2 separate regions of the Mus musculus genome follow, and region 1 is linked to region 2. Evidence: chromatin contacts called from public ChIA-PET data. All regions are on one chromosome and are shown on one strand. Each heading gives the region's core, a stretch centred on a gene start, on an enhancer-like site or on the middle of the called end of the contact. The rest is flanking DNA. Distances are from core to core; before and after follow the strand shown.

Evidence for each region. ChIA-PET counts read pairs in DNA pulled down with a chosen protein or histone mark.
Region 1: an RNA polymerase II ChIA-PET map of memory CD8 T cells shows a contact between it and region 2, with 19 read pairs. The contact joins two enhancer-like sites. A contact is called at or near these places in 2 of 484 Hi-C or Micro-C datasets (liver and nephron progenitors) and 2 of 115 datasets of contacts at active chromatin or transcription factors (CD8 T cells and memory CD8 T cells).

What each region holds. Positions count from the first base shown.
Region 1 is chr1:52,606,515-52,609,511 of GRCm38.p6, forward strand. It overlaps a transcript of Nemp2 not described here. Among named protein-coding and RNA genes, the nearest start is that of Nemp2, 23 kb to the right of the region's middle. Within about 2 kb of position 1,362, at least 14 of the 459 cell types and tissues checked have an H3K27ac peak or open chromatin away from gene starts, as enhancers often do. A contact at or near this core is called in CD8 T cells and memory CD8 T cells, where this site is marked.
Region 2 is chr1:52,373,235-52,376,521 of GRCm38.p6, forward strand. No RefSeq gene overlaps it. Among named protein-coding and RNA genes, the nearest start is that of Gm31955, 69 kb to the left of the region's middle. Within about 2 kb of position 1,672, at least 21 of the 459 cell types and tissues checked have an H3K27ac peak or open chromatin away from gene starts, as enhancers often do. A contact at or near this core is called in CD8 T cells and memory CD8 T cells, where this site is marked.

The DNA.
Region 1 (2,997 bases), core at 112-2,611, 230 kb after region 2:
AACCACCCCAAGAGAAAGAAGTTTGTTGCAATCAACAAAGATGAAAAAAAGAGTAGAAATCTGAAGACCACTTTGACATAAGACATGGAGATGCAGAGTTTGGCGTTTGCCCCGCTGGCTTCCTGTCTTGCTTTGGGAATTATAGTTAAGTGATTGGATGAATCTCAAAAGAGAACTTTGAACTTTGGAATTTTAACATTGTTGAGACTGCTATGGGAACTTTGGAAGTTGGATTAAGTGTATTTTGCATTATGTTATGTTTAGGTATGGCCCCCAATAGACTCATATGTTTGAACAAACCTATGGGGACCATGGAGTGGAATGTGGTAGTTTGAGTATGCCTAACCCTGGGAGTGGCACTATTTGAAGGTGTGGCCTTGGAGGAAGTGTATCATTGTGAGTGTGGACTTTAAAACCCTCATCCTAGTTGCCTCCAAGCCGTTCTTCTCCTAGCAGCCTTCAGATAAAGAGGTTAAACTCTCAGCATCTCCTGCACCATGCCTGTGTGGACACCACCATGTTCCCACCTTGATGATAACAGACTGAACTTCTGAACCTGTAAGCCAGCCTTAATCAAATGTTGTCTAAGAGTTGCCTTGGTTATGGTGTCTGATCACAGCAGTAAAACCTTAACTAAGACAGTCAGTGTTGTGCCCCTAGAGTAGCTCAGGCTCCACAAAACTTCCTGATGAAGTGACCAAACAAACAAACAAACAAACAAACCAAACAACAACAAACCCACCATAGGACACAGAGTCAAAACCTCATGTTCAAGTGTGACCATTGCATAAAAGTTTAAGGTGCTAGGAAAACTCTTAGCAAGCCAGAGAGCTCAAACTTTCTGTTGCATGAGTCCTTCTACAGGGCTCTAGGAAATGTATGACTGAGGGGACTAGAGAGGTAGTTTTCTGCTTCTCCAATGCCTCACCAAGATGTCACCAGGGCTGTGTCAGAAAAGGTGGGGGTCAAGGAGAGGGAGAAGGAGAGGGTGCAATAACTTTTTCTCCTGAATAATCTTAAGATCCTTAGGGTCTCCAGGCTCAATTTCTTTTTCTAAAGAATGGTACACCTCCACACACTAAGAGGATTATTTTAAGAAGTAAATAAGCTACTGTGTGTGCAAACAATGTAAGCAAGCCCCGTTTTACACTGCAAGATTATTATTTTAAGATTCATCTTATAAACTGTTTCACACCAATATCTAAGCAAAACACTGGCTGAACACTTACTTAACTTTTATTGTTTTGTTTTGTTCTTTGAACTGATTCTAGGAAACAGAATTTTCTCTCTTTAATCTACCAGAACTCTACTGGAGGAACACCACCAGTTAAGCCTAGTTTGTTTGCTTCCTTTCTGCTGGCATTGTGGTTTCAGTCTAGAGTCTCACACTTTCTAAGTGCTCTGTCACTACAACTTCAGCCCTCTCTTTCCTTTTTATCTTGATATCTGCTTTTGCTCATTTTCTCAGGCTGGGCTTGAACTCATTTGTATCTCGGGCAGACCCTGAACTAGGCTCCTTTCACTTTATTTCCTAGTTGCTGTGATCACAGGCCTCCAGCTTGTCAGGACTGATTTTGTTACATGTGTTTGGAGGATTTCATAACATTGAGAATATATTCTGCAACTCCTGTTGGAGAGGCATAAGCCCATCAGAGTTTAGGAAGTTAATAGCAAATCACCATTTCTATTTATACAAATAGAGTCTACTTGGGAAAGATGACTTCAAATCTATTTAGATGGTCCTAGAGCAATGAGAAACAAGACATTTTAAAATTCCAAATCTTAAAATTTAAACACACCAGAGTAATGAATTACTAATAAAAAGTAGAGCTGCATCCTGTACAGCAGTTCTCCAAAGGTGGAAGGTGCAGGATATTCTAAAGGAAGGCTGAAGTGGAATACACTTCTGGCTGTGTCATATGATCCAGATTCATGTGATGTTTTACTGAAGCACACCTGGGAGAGGACCCGTGATGTTTGGAGAAAGTATAAGTGGACTCAACATCGAGTGACAGGTGCTTGCATAGCTAGCCATGCAACACTTCTTTAGTCTGGCCTCTTTGCTGGTCTTCACTTTGTTGAAAGAGTCACGGCAGAGAACATCTCCTGGTACTCCTACTGGTTCTGTTAGCTCCCACTGATTCATATGAATTTGGCACAGGTCTGGCTATTTCTGCTGGATCGTGCTGCCACTGCTGATTCATGTTTGGTGACACTGTTTTAACTGGACTGTTCCTGACAACGGAGATTGACCTTGCACCAAAAAACTACATCTAAAGAGATCCACATCCCCCTGTCCTATTTACCATCTTTCCACCCCTACCATTGAATGGTGAACTAGAAGGAGGGTTAAAGCATTTGGGAACCCTTATTAAAGTAGGTTTTGAAAAATATGAGCCTACAAGAGATTCGCTAAGACTCAATGAGCAAACAACTGAATAGTGTCAGGAAGTCCCTAAAAGTGACCAGATACACAAGGCCACTCCCTTATCAAGGATATAGTAAGCACATCTGAGAGGACTGAGGTCAGGGGACTGCCTGGAGGAATCTCAAATCAGCTGAGCTACGAGGAAGAGACATTTTGACCATTTGAGCTGCTTGTAAATTGTACAGTGAGCACCAGGGTTTCAGCTTTTGTGAGCTCTCACCCATGCTGGACTTGCCAATACCCCTAGCAAACTCACTGGGCCTTTGGAACTGGCCTTCAGTAGGATTGTTACTTTAGTTTGTTGTTGGTTCTATATCTGCAGTGAGTAGTTCATGTCTCCTCAGGAACCGGGTCACATAACAACATTTATGATGACTTGGTTACAAGGCATCCACACAAGCTTTAAAGTACATAGCAATTATCTTAGTCAGGGTTTCTATTCCTTCACAAATATCATGACCAAGAAGCAAGTTGGGGAGGAAAGGGTTTATTCAGCTTACACTTTTCACATTGCTGTTGATCACCAAAGGATGCCAGGACTGGAACTCAAGCAGGTCAGGAAGCAGGAG
Region 2 (3,287 bases), core at 422-2,921:
TGCTCTCTTATAGAACCCAAGGCTACCAGCCCAGGGATGGTCCCACCCACAAGGGGCCCTTCCCCCTTGATCACTAATTGAGAAAATGCCTTACAGTTGGATCTCATGGAGGCCTTTCCTCAACTGAAGCTCCTTTCTCTGTGATAACTCCAGCTGTGTCAAGTTGACACAAAACTAGCCAGTACACATGGTAAGTCAGGTTCTTGGTTTTAATAACATTCAGCCTTGTTTATGGTCAGAGATGAACTAAGAATAGTTAGAATTTATTTTTCCAGTGAGCTAAAAACACAAATCTAGTTATCACAATGGACTCCTTGCTCACATGACACACAGACATATCACTATTCAACTAGAACTTTCACTTCTCATTTGTTCCCCAAAAGACACGACAATATTAATATCAGAATGTAAAACATAAATAGGGACTCTAACTCTGCCACACAATTGATTACTTGTCAATGTGATGCACAGGTACATTGCTGGAACCTTGACTTTTATGAATATATGAATTACCTAGTTTGGCTGCCCACATGAGATGCAGCCTTGCTCCCTCTGGACCACAGCTTCTATGTGCTGACCCTGTGGAAATTCTCTCAGAATGCTTCACCTCAATGATATTAGTCTCTTTTTAAACTCTGCTAATTTGTCAGCTCCAGTTACCCAGCATCAATTGTCCCAGCGAAGTAAAGGTTTCACTTTATGGATTCTGGTCTCTTCTTAATCATAGTTGATTCTTTCATATCTGCTGACCAGAATCACAGAGTCTTAACAGAAACTGGCATGTGAGTGGCCCTGATAAGAGTCCGTGGGAACTTAGAAGATAATGCTTCTAAGGACCCACAACCATTCATTAAGATCTGAACACTCAATGGCTTTCCTAGCTCAAGTTTCAAAAAGTCCTTCCCCAATACTCCCTAAACAACATGGTCAGGTCTTTCACAGAAATATCCCATGAACCTGGTACCAATTTCTCTTTTAGTTTGTTTTTATTCATACAATAAAACAACACCATGACCAAGAGTGACTTGCGGAGGAGAAGATTATTTCAGTGTAAGAATTTATGGTCCATCCTGGAGAGAAGTTGGGACAGAAACCAGGCAGCAGGAACTGAAGCAGGGATGTTGGAGGGATCCCATTTCCTTGCTTCCTCCCCCAGGTTTACCCAGCGTGTCTTCTCATCTGTCCAGGGGTGACACCACACTTTGGGATATGAGATCCAACTGTAAGGCTCTCCCACTACAGAGGTTTAAAAGAAAATGGCCCTCACAGGCTCATAGGGAGTGGCACTATTAGGAGAGGTGGTCTTGTTGGAGTAGGTGTAGCTTTGCTGGAGAAAGTGTGTCATGGGGGGCATCGGGGGGAGAGACTTTGAGGTCTCAGCATCTCAAGCCAGGACCAGCATAGCAATGTCTCTTCCTGCTGCCATCTGATCCAGATGTAGAACCCTCAGCTCCTTCTCCACTACCATGTCTGCTGATGTGCTGTCCCGTCATGAGGATAACTGACTACACCTCTGAACTGTAAGATAGTCCCAATGAACTCTTTTCTTTTATAAGAGTTGTTGTTATGATGTCTGTTTGCAGCAAGAAAAACCCGAAGACACCCACATCAATCACTTATCAAGAAACTGCCCCAGAGGCTTGCTTACAGGAAATCTGAGGGTGGAACATTTTCTCAATTGAGGTACACTGTGCAGCAAGGCTGCTCTGGAATTCACTATTATGGTCTTCTTCCCACCCCAGCCTCAAAGGTGTAAGCCACCAGGCCTGACTTTTTTTCCCCCCACAAGTCCTTTTTGTCTCTGATAGTTATATTGGTTGTTTCTATATTTCTTTGTTTTTGTTCTTTTGTCATCTTTGTCTTGCTGTTGAGCCCATTTGTCCTGGTTAGCTTTAACTGTTAATTTGACACAGCCTAGAGCCTCAATCGAGCAATTGTTTAAATCACACTGGCCTATGGGCATGTCTTTGGGGAATTGCTTTAATTTTGCTTGATGTAGGAGGGTCCAGGCATAGGTGTGTTGGGCAGAACCTGCTACAGGTTGTCTTGAGCTGTATAAGAAAGCTACATTGCTGTAATCTACATAGTTCCTGTGGTACTTCTTGAACAGAAATAGTGCTGTGGGGAATACAAAGCTGAAACGCCTTTACCAGGAGACGGCTGCCTGAGTTCAGCCATCTCAGGAACAAATTCCTCCTTGCTGCTAGAGCAACGACTGAGTTCATGTCCCCAGGCCTTGGAATCAACTTAGAACCTACTTCTTCAGATGTTTCATGTTTGTCTGTTAAACATTAAAGGGTGTTAAGAGAGAAGATGCTGGTTTCCTGTTGTCTAAACTAAGGCACACAAGTTATAAATGTGCTGCCTGTCTCGACTTAGTTGACTGTGTTTAGCTTGCTCACTCCTTCGTTCCTTTATCATTCTGGATTCTGGGTCTCTTGGTTCCATTGACTACACGCTGCTTGTTGTTCCTTTATCACTCTAGATTCCAGGTCCAGCCAGGAGGGGTCTTGGCTGCAAAAGCTGACTCAAGGACCCTGAAACCAGGTCACCAATGTTAACCTCCTCGTTTAACCTCTTGTCAAAATATGATTGGTCAACACAACAGCTCCTTCCTCCTTCTCCCTTACTTTGTGTTCCCCGTCCTTTAAAAAGGTTGTACAATCTCTGAGGTTCAGATCCGGAACTGACCACCCTTCTGCACAACAGAAAATAAAGCCTTCATTTTAAGCTTCTGTCTCTGAAGTGAGTTTTCTCAGCTTCTACCCTGAACTCAACACCTTCAAGTTCCTGCTCAGCTTCTCTCAGGATGAGCTATGACCTGGAATTGTAAACCAGATAAACCCTTTCTTTTCCCAAACTGCTTTTGTTCAGATGTCTTATCATAACAACAGAAAGTGAAGAGAACACTGCTAATTTCTTAGCTCCAGCAAACTAGCATCAATTGTCCCAGCGAAGTAAAGGTTTCACTTTAGAAATTCTGGTCTCTTCTTAATCATAGTTGATTCTTCAATTTCTGCTGACCACAGAGTCTTAACAGAAAATAGCATGTGAGTGGCTCTGATAAGAGTCTTTCCTTCCCGATGAAAAACAGGAATGTTTAGTACCCTGAGTTTGTTCTCTATCCCTGAAAAGAAAGAAAAAACATGAACAAAATAAAATAAATACAATACTAAAGTAGAAAGAGGAAAATCATTAGGCAGAATGCTCGCCAACCGCTTCCTCACACAGATGTGCTTTAATTCCAAATGCTCCATTTAGTTCCTTTTTCAATATCTTTTTTGTTT